Linked DNA regions of Gossypium hirsutum: region 2 is linked to region 1. A link is a contact called in public Hi-C data. All regions are on one chromosome and are shown on one strand. Each heading gives the region's core, a stretch centred on a gene start, on an enhancer-like site or on the middle of the called end of the contact. The rest is flanking DNA. Distances are from core to core; before and after follow the strand shown.

Evidence for each region. Hi-C and Micro-C count contacts between places; a contact is called where the count stands out from the background.
Region 2: a contact with region 1 is called in a Hi-C map of leaf, with 1.7 times the contacts expected there. The contact joins the promoter of LOC107925341 here to the promoter of LOC107952434 in region 1. A contact is called at or near these places in 3 of 34 Hi-C or Micro-C datasets (fibers, hypocotyl and leaf).

What each region holds. Positions count from the first base shown.
Region 1 is chrA01:64,888,463-64,894,151 of Gossypium_hirsutum_v2.1, reverse strand. LOC107952434 (organelle RRM domain-containing protein 1, chloroplastic) reads left to right here and starts at 3,807. Exons shown (of 4, transcript XM_016887687.2): 1 at 3,807-3,903; 2 at 5,064-5,132; 3 at 5,240-5,346; 4 at 5,612-5,689. The coding sequence starts at 3,807.
Region 2 is chrA01:65,170,113-65,175,200 of Gossypium_hirsutum_v2.1, reverse strand. LOC107925341 (C-type lectin receptor-like tyrosine-protein kinase At1g52310) reads right to left here and starts at 1,998. Exons shown (of 6, transcript XM_016856012.2): 1 at 1,463-1,998; 2 at 1,104-1,200; 3 at 954-1,002; 4 at 433-852. The coding sequence starts at 1,181.

The DNA of each region.
Region 1 (5,689 bases), core at 2,558-5,057:
GAAACTTTAAGAAAAATCTGGTATTGATTGGCCAAACCTAAAATTCTAGAAATTTTATGGATGGAAGACATACGAGTCTATATTCAGGGAAAATTAACGGCAAGTTATTTGGAGTTTTGTAGCTCCAGTTATAAATAATTTAGTGACTATTGCTCAGGAAAAACAGCTCGTAGTGAATATGTGATTTTGTTGTAAACATGGATAAAACTTGTTTTAGTTGCTCATAAGCTATTGATTAAACCCATACGTGAATTCTAAATCGTGATATTGTAAAACGATATATGAGTATTCGAATATGAAATGATAGTATGGCGTGAAATTGAATTATTCATTGGAAAATGATTGATGTAGATTCGGCCAAGACAAAGTGTATACATGATAGTATATGTGGTATGTGAAGTATATTTGGATAATTGTGATGTGAATACATGAAAATTTATATTTTGATTTAGGATTTTATGTGATGAATGTGAATGTGTATATATGAGATAAGGCCGAATGGCCAATGTGATGAATGTGAACATGCATATATGTGATAAGGCCGAATGGCCAATGTGATGAATGTGAACATGCATATATGTGATAAGGCCGAATGGCCAATGTGATGAATGTGAGCATGCATATGTCTGATAAGGCCGAATAGCCAATGTGATGAATATGAACATGCATATATGTGGTAAAGCCGAATGGCTAGTGTGAAATATGTAGGCGATGTGCGTATATTGTGGCCGAACGACCAAATGTGAAAGGTGTGTATTATTAGATATTTGATGAGGCAAATGAATTACAAATATGACAGTCTATGTGGATGTTGTAACATGTGAATAAATGTACATGAAACTTGGAAATATATTCCGGGTAAGACCCGATGACTACGTGTGGAGATTATGTCCGGGTAAGACCCGATGACTACATGTGGAGATTATGTCCGGGTAAGACCCGATGACTACGTGTGGAGATTTTGTCCGGGTAAGACCCGATAACTTCGTGTGGAGATTTCGTCTGAGCTAAAGGTCTCACCGATAATCCGAGTAGAGGTTAAAGCTATAAGACTTCGTAATAAGAATTGCTTATAAATATATTCAATGCGAAAGGTTAAACAGGTATGTACTCCAAGTTTATATGTGAGCTTGATTTGAACTAAATCATAAGGTAGTTATGTGATGCATACGAGAGCAATCTATGAGACTATTCCTATGATTATGTAACATCGGATCAGTGTGAGAGGTTATGTGAAATCATACAATATATCTATGTCACATGAGCTCACTTTTATGTGAAAGTTTATCTGCCTATTGTATATGATGAGATGTGCATATTCGGTAAAGGGATGGTATGCCCGAAGGAAGAGTGAAATAAAAATACGAACAACTATGTTATAATTTGATTGTTATCTGTTGACACTGCTTAAAACTTACTAAGCATTGTAATGCTTACTCTGTTTACTTTGTTTTCTCTATTTTATAGATCTCATTACAAAGCTACAGGCTCGAGGATCGTCAGCAACTAGTCACACTATCACTATCCACTGCTTGTTATTGTTATGTTTAGAATTATTTTATGGCATGTATAGAATAGACTAGTGGCGGAAGAATATTTTTGGTTAATGTATATAAGCCATGCGAAAATGGCATCTTTTGAATGTTTACTTAGTGAAGTTTAAATTTTATCTCTGACTGTGCTTAGTACTTATTTAAATGAATGATCTTTATTTCAAGAAAAAGTTCAAAATTTTACTGTTCTGACATGAGTTACAAGTCCAGTAATGCCCCTTACCTATTCTGGCGACGGTTACGGGATAGGGGTGTTACAGAAGTTTTCGTACAAAGTGGTAACCTCAACACGTCTTATCACATCATCAAAGTTTGGAAGAAGAAAAAAAGGTATGAAATAAAGTTTACGGTATAAAGTATGGCATGTACATAGGTTAATTAATGAAGTAGTAAAGAAAGTGTCTAGTTGTTTAATATTTGAGTTTGATATATTTGAAAATAGAATCTTCATATCGCAACATCGGCTCCTTCACATCGCAACGAGAATCAGACAGTGAGTGACGTCGTGACCTAGAATCCAAATTCGTGACGTCAATCGAAAGTTTTAAAACTTTATAATTTAATCTTTATTCGACTTTAGGTTAGTAAAAGAGCTTTCGTAAGCTCTTATAAAACTCAGATAAGAGGAGTGTGTAATAATTTTAACAGTACGAACGAAAGGTTACATGGAATGGTAATTATTTGTAGTTACCCCGCCAACGAATGTAACATCTCAGGGCTCGGACACGATAATCGGTTTGGGTATGGGGTGTTACAACCATGAGGGAAAATAGGATTATACTGGGAGAATGAATTTATCCCAAAGAGATTAAGGATATCCTATAAGGGTAACACTTATGACAAGGTTATTGGATAAGCACTTATTAAGTAGTTTTCATAATGGTATGTAATTAAGGAGAATTCAGTCATGATATTGTAGTGGAATGACTTCATAACTAAATAAGTTTATAATTAATAGTCGAAAAGTTGGAATATAGTTATAGATTATTTAAGCTCTAATTATATATGTCCAATCGATTCCTCCACTAGCTCATTGAAATTAAAAATAAATTACATGTAGAACCAATTTAATAGAAATGAATGAAATGATGAAGTAAAATAAATGGATCGCATTCACAAATAAATGTGTTTTCTCACCTAGTACAAAAATGACTTAAAAATTAATTTAAAGTTTTCGAATTATTATTTAATTAATTATAATTAAGTAATTCAACTTCAAAAATGAAATTAAATTAATTTTTCATTATGAATCTATTAAATAAGAAAATTAAATATATCTTCTCATATATTCTTTTACTATAAAGTTATTATGACTTTAACGGAAGTAGAACTTTGTTGAGAAATTAATTAGTTAATTAGTTAATTGAATAAATAATATTTATTTTAAGAAATAAAAAATAAATATTGGATTAAATTAAATTATAAAGTGTTGGATTAAAGTTTAAGATTCATATATAATTGACTCAATACATGAGCGACTCAATCTACCTTACATAGCATGTGAGGGGTGATAAGCCTAATGGGAAATTAAAAGGGTTTGTCATCCCCCCTAGATAGACTAGACAGTGTTTTCTTTTTAAATAGTATTATTTATAAGGATTTGTTCGACCATGACTCTTTTACATCTTTCTATAGATAAATAGCACTGATTGAGCTAAAATCATAAGTTCGATATACTGTTATTCTGTTAAAAAATTTTGAGAATTTATTATTTAAGAATAAATTCTATTTTTTAGAAATTATGATATTTGTCAGCTTTTATTGAGAGAGATTATTTTCCTATTAAAAAGAATTACATTTTTTCCTTTTTGTGTTTGGTTCGTGTCGTTCGAGAGCAAACTCAACTAATAAATTAAACTTTTTATAATCAATTAAACTTTTATTATTTTAATTAATTAAAATTTATTAAATATAAAGATTGAAGATAACAAATAAAAAGAATAATAACTAATTTACTAACTAATAAAAGATAATTTTATCGTTTTATTAAAAAAACGATGGTTAAAAGATGGATTAGAGAGTACAAGTAAGAATCAATCATCCTTAAAAAAAACACTAAAAACTATTAAATATTAATTAGGATTAGATGAAGAGTTGTATGGAACGCAGCGTTTTAGTTTGTCGGATTGTGACGCTTGAGAGTTGAAACTCATAAGCACTGCGTTTGCAATGAAAATGAGAGGGTTTTAGTCTGTGGATTTGATGAAGTGCAGTTCCATGTGGCCGACAACCGTAACACTTTCTTACCCTTAATCCATCTCCCTAAAAGATCGATTCCATAAAAGCTTCAACCTCAGCCTAAGAGCCTCGCTCTTTAACTATCCTCTTGCAAGCAGAATCTTCGTTAGAAGTAAACTCCCCTCTCTCTCTTTGTTTACTATCACTGTTTTTACTTGTAATTTTCATATTAATAACTATCTCTTCAAATGGGTTTTCTTTTCAATTTATATGCCATCGGGAATAGACCTCTTTAGTCTTCGAAAACACTTTCCCTGATCGTTAATTTTACTACAGTTGACAGTGTTCTAACGGTTTAGACTCGAGAGACTGCTATTGGCATGCTTGAAAAAGCTATAAAGTAACTTCATTTGTTAAGTTCTCCTTGTGCTCAGAGATAAATCGATTCTTGTTGTTTGGAATTTTGCAATTTGAGAAATGCACTGCAACGTATTGATTTTATTTCTTCCTCTGATGATGAAACCTGTGCAAAATGGTTAGGAATAAAAGTGGTTCAGCAGGGGAAAACCCTTGTGATTTTGCTCTTGCTTACTACTTTGTATCACTCATAGATCACTGTCTTTAAGAGATATACATGAACAGTGAAGGATGGCCGGTCCTGTATTGATGACTGCCGTAGAATATATATATTAAAATGAAATAGCATTGATATAATCTTGGAAAGCATGTCTTGCTTTGTGTTTTGGTAGTCATATGCATCAACCTCCATGCTTTGACTAGAAGAGGTTCCTTTAGTATGTGAGTTCTATTGATACCGTAACCTATGGGGCCATGATAGGTTCAACGCCATAACAAATTTAAGAAACACTGTTGACAAGTATGCAGACCAAGTTGTAACTGTGTTTACTATTTCGGCTGCCTCATATTTTAAAGGAAAAAAGTTTCGTTTTCTATCCATTAATTTAAAGAGACTGAAGGAGTTTTTCTATTAATTTAAAGTAGGCCAAAATTCGGAAGCTGATTTTTTACCCCATGTTCAAAACATGTAGAACAATCATATCCCTAAAGAACTTAGTTTGGACTTATTTATAGTGATGCAATGCATTATTGAGAAAGGAAATTGAAGCAAAACCATCAATAGTCTTAAAATTTGTGTTTTACTCCTAGCTTCATTTCGGTCAAATTAGATTGATTCGATGCTATAACAAGCAAGATAACATATATGAATTTCTCCATCAGATAATCTTTGATCTAGTATTTTAGAGCTGTGTTCTTTTCCTTTTTCTTTCCCTCATTTTTATCTTGGCATCTTTTGGGTGTATTTTGCTGCAGATTTGCCATATTCTTCCAAAGAAAGTAGTTTGCAGAAGGAATTTGAAAATTTTGGCCAAATAGCTGAAGGTGATTGGGACATCTTTTGTAACAAAAGAAGTGAATGGATGATATGTTTCATCTTAAATGTTATGTAAGCTTCAAAGTCTAGTAACTATATCTCTTATCTATAACAGTTAAGATTGCCAAGGATGACTTCACAAAAAGATCAAAAGGATATGCATTTATTCAATATACTTCTCAGAATGATGCCTTGCTGGCTGTAGAGAACATGGATCAACAGGTTCTATATTGCCTTTCTTTCTTTACTTCCAACTTACTCCTATATTGTAGTAGTGAAATATGACCCAATATTTGTATATTAAACTTAGCGTTGCTTCTTTCATCCCATTGAGTGAAGCAGAATTCCACTGTTTACAACTTTTATTTCGTCGAAGTTACTTTTATCAACCGAGCTTGAGAACTCTGGTGGAATTCAATCTTTTCAACTTTGGTATGCAGGCAATATTTCTACATGGGTTTTAATGTGGATTCTATATGTTTATCAGGTATTTGATGGCAGGATGATATACGTCGAAATAGCAAAACCTGGGAAAGACAGGTTCAGAGGATATCCTAAAACATCA
Region 2 (5,088 bases), core at 749-3,248, 280 kb before region 1:
CTATTCCTAAAGTTGTTGCTTTAATCCATATTCTTCAATTTGAACATTCTTAATCCTTGAACTTCTTGAATTTTGAAATTTCAATCTTGGAGTAATATGTAAAAATAACAAGCTGACATGCCATACACTCTAATAATATATTTGCCATATAAGATTTTGGAAATAGCATAAATTAACTTGATGAATTTGACAGCTACCGCCTAGTCAGGACTAAAATTTCAAAATTCAAAAAGCAAAGAGACAAAAAATAACCAATTTAAAGCACAAAAACTAAATCCATAATTAATGCATGGTACAAGGACTAATGGCAGAACTTAACAAAAAAAATGTGAAACATACTATAGAAAGGAAAGATCAATATATAATCTAATAGTGGTGACAAAAATGCTATAGAGCAACCAATCGAAAAAATTAAAATAACCATTATCTTACCAATATCAACCATGCACAGAAAAGCACGAGATGCATTGCATCTCTTGCTCACAAAAGGTTCTGATCCATTCTTCACCAATGTACATAAATCAACTGAATTGTTGACAATGCATGACGATTTGGGGCAAATGGATTGGGCAGATGATCTAAGAACTGATTCATTCCAGACCGATGTATTATCAGACCACTTCCAACCAGAACTGATAGTCGAATTGCTAACTCTTCCTCCAACCCAGCAACCATTGACACTTTGGCCACACAGATGTTGTGCAAAGTTTAGTTCTTCAAATGATGTTAGGGCAGCTAAGTGTCCATGATATCGTTTACAATGGATCTCAGATTCATCCCATGATTCCAAACTTTCATTGTACCCAAAGCACTTAGTTTTATTTGGAGCAAGAACCCATCCCGAAGGGCATTCTGCTATTTGACCCAACAAAATGAAACAACTTAATCTTCAAAAAAATGTCAATATTTACCACAACAATTAACAAATTTAACAAATCCAGCACCTTCATTACCCTTATACTTGGAAGAATTGTTAGAAGGTGCAGTCCATCCGTTAGAGGCCTGAGATACCAAAGTGATGACAAAAAGAGAAACATTCAGATTCTGAATGCAAGTTATAAATTCTACAACTTGCATATAACTTTTAGATTGTACAATCTTACAGTGTCAGAAGCCACAAGCAGGACTGCAAAAGAAGCAACTAAGACAATAAATTGCAGGGGGGCAACCTTTACTCCCATCACAACTCTATCTTTAATCCTAGAAACGGGCAAAATAAAAAAGAAAAAGGAAAAGTATCAAAGTGATTCTCTAGCGAAATTATAAAAACAATTTAAAAAAAAACATTAACCAAGTCGTGAGTTCAATGGATTGCTCTTCTCTTTTCTTTAAAAAAGAAACTAAAATATTGGTTATTGAAAAGTAGAAACGATGGCAAAGAAATGAAGATACTTTTTCAAATGCTAAGCAATAAGGCAGGGAATAAAAATAATACGATATACAAAGAACAGCATATACTAACCTCCAAAACCAAAGAGCCAAAAGCTGATCATCAGAATTCCGCTAAGAAACCCTAATGCTCCCTGTGGGTTTAAACTGAGAAACTAAAACAGTATAACAAAATTTTTGGGATCTTCCGGATTTAGTAAATGAAAATATAAAACCGCCTGATATTCAGAAAATGCAATTCTCTATTAATTTCCACAGGGTTTATCAGCAATAGAACTGAGACACACACGGAGAGAAAGAGAGAGGGGATTGAATGAATGGTTGAAAAAAGCAAGGAATCGGTGGGAATGTTTAATAAGAGTAGGAAAGTAGAAAATTAAAAGGCAAAATAGAAAAATAAATGCTAACTGGGCTTGTGCTTTTTAACAATCCATCTACCAAAGATGTAGAGAGCGGTATGCTTTGCAAAGACCGGACTGGCTGTGGCAGAGGTGAAGTGGGTAGTTGCAACTTGCAAGCTTTTAGACTTTTCCACCTTTATTACTCAGTACTACGACTTTACGACCAACTACTATCATATGTAGAGTATACATATATTTAAGCTCGCAAAATCTAAGTTAACCCAAAAGCCAATCCCATATATTTAAATTCGAATTTGATTTTGTTTTGGGGTTCAATTAACGCAAAATGTCATCGCATATAAAACCTAGCATCATTCCCAATCATCATAGGAAAAAGATTGTAATAGATAGATATGCCTCGTCATTCTAAATCTATTATCAATTATTTAACGTCATTTCAATATTTTTTTTATGTCATTGACACATTATTTTGGTAATTTTTTTAACCCGAACCCTAAATCTTAAACTTTGGACTATGGATCCTTGATTTTAGATTTTGGACCTTAGACCTTTAACTTTAGACCTTGGACTCTAGACCCTAGACTATGGACAGTAAACCTTAGACCTTGGACCTTAAACCCTCGATCTTAAACCTTTAGGTCTAGGGTCCAAGATTTTGGATTCAGGGTCTGGGATCCAAGGTCTAGGGTTTAGGGTCCAAGGTTCAAGTTGAAAAATTTACCAAAATGATGTGTCAATGACATGAAAAAAGATGTTGAAATGGCATAAAATAATTGGTAAGAGATACTGGATGATGTAGCATATCTGTTTCATACAGTCCTTCCCCAATTATCATATAATACTCTTCACTTGTCCTGACTCCCAATACGGATGGAAGATGTCACTAAAGCATATATAAATTAATAATCTTGAAAATATTTAAGATTTTAAGCTTTGAAACAATATAAATAAAATCGTAAAAATGAGCTAAAATCAACTTGAATGTTTTGAAATAATCTCAAATCATTTAGAAATCTTTCGTGAGTGTTTAGAGGTGCTCGAAGCAAAAAACGAGCTTCAGATGGCTCAAAACACCCAAAACAATTCAGTAGCACTACCCAAGGAATTAGGTATAAATACATAGCCCACATGTTCTAATATTTGGTGCTATGTATCAGTATCTAGCAAGGTATCAATACATATTTCCCTTTCTTATAGCTTTTCAGCTACTGCTTGTTGATATTAGTGCCCTTAGGTTTTTCATCATATGTAATTTCTAACTTTTTCAAACAAATTGGTTTAATAAAATTCCATCTTTCACATTAATATCATTTGTATTTGTCCTCAATCGTTTTTGCATGCAAAGCAAAATGAACAAGCAAATATTGGCTTGTTGATTACTTACTATTTAACTAATATATATCAGTAAGTAATCTAATGGTCCATAGCCTAATTATAATCAAGCAAATCGGTTAAAAGATTATTATGTCGTCTATCAAGTCCATTTAGGGAGGTACCTTGTCTTGGGTATTAGAGCAAATAACTCCCAAAAGATAGAGACATAGATGTGATTGTCTTGATAGCAAATAAATCAAACAAGACCCAAATAGAATAAATCCTAATTTTTTTATGTATTTATTTACTTGTGATGTTCATAGTTGTAACACCCCAAAATAGGGTCCAGGAGTTTTAGGAGTATTTTAGGAATTTTAGCCTTAGAGTGCTCGAAATTTAGTAGCTTGGTAAACCGAAATTATATTTGACTATGGCATCTTAGCTGTTAAATGAATTTTTTGAATATGTGCTTTAGAAACCCTTAATTTTAGAAAAAGGACTTATTTGTAACAAAGTCAAAACTATGAGCATTTATGTTGCAGTTTCACCAATTTTTTTAAAATTGAACCTAATAAACCCTCACTCCCAGCATATTTCACCATAGCTTCTTCTCTTCTCTTTAAAGTTGTTATCCCTTACTTTTCCCTCACCATTCCAATTGATTTTTTTATTCCCAAACCATAATACTTTGATTTCTTATCATTCTCAAGCATTAAACCTTCCTTAAACTCCAAGAAAAACATTCAAAGACTCCATAGATTTCACCATATTCTTCAAACGTGGGTTTTTTGAATTTGTGTCAAAACTCGTTTAATCTTCCATCAAAGTTAATGTTTCGAATTCTTATGAGTTTTTCGTGATATCTGGTCCTTAAAATTGAAGTATTAGCCATTGAATCGCAAGTTTTTAATAAAAGGTAAAAATTGAGACATTAATGGTGGATTTCGAGATTTTGAGTAAAAACATGGTTTCGAAGTGTTTTCAACACATTTTGTCATGATTAGAAAGTTTCTAAACTTACCTTGAAGTTTTGTTAATGATTTCTTACTTTTTAATGAATTTTGTGAAAATTGCCAAAAAGATGTCAAAAAATTTCGAGACCATGAATTGAGTAGTTTTTAGTGGTTTAAAGGTTGAGAATTAGGCGTACATGACTAATTAGATGAACGGAATTCATTTTAGGTGAAAAGGTTAAGCGTGGATCGAGTTATGAGCATTCTAAGTTTGTTATGTTAAAGGTTTTGGTTACATGAGAACTTAGAATAGATTGATGTTTTAGTTGGTTTAAGTGAGTCCTTGGCTACTATCTGATTATGAATATTGTATGGTTCTTATGTGTAAAGGCTCGGATTTATTGGAGCCTTCTACAAGTTAAAGGAAGAGCTAGTTTGAGCTTTTGACTTCTTGGCGAAAGCATAGGGTAAGTGTTTGGAATCGCCACTCGTAGACACAAGTCATGTGTTATTTAGGAATTAGTAGTAGCCTAAACCCCTACTCTAAATTTTGAGTATAATTTTTCTTGTATCTATAGTTATTTTGTGGTTTATGTGCTTATATGATTTTGAAATTGTGTAAAGTGATGAGAAGCTCAAATATGTGACATGTGGATATCGTAACTATTTTGAAAAGTGCAAATGTATACATGAAATATATATGTTACATGAAAGTGATAGTGTTTTGCAAAAGATGCTAACATGTAGTGATAGTGCACGGATAATCGATAAGTGTTATGTGTTTGATTTCAGATATTTTTGCCTTATGATTTTGAAACCATTGGATATAGTTGGCATGCTATAAGATTGTGAGTATTCACTTATATGTATAGTGATTTTGGGCGTTAAGGCCTTAGGACATGTTGGAGGGATAATGGAATGTGAGCTAAACTCCATTCAATAGGACATATGAGGGGAAATAAGGAGAGTGCTAGCTGCATGCTTCACTTATGGGACATGTTTGACTCTATGAGTCTATGAGGTGTCTTAGAGATCCGCGTATATATCGATGAGTAATGATAGAGCTCACT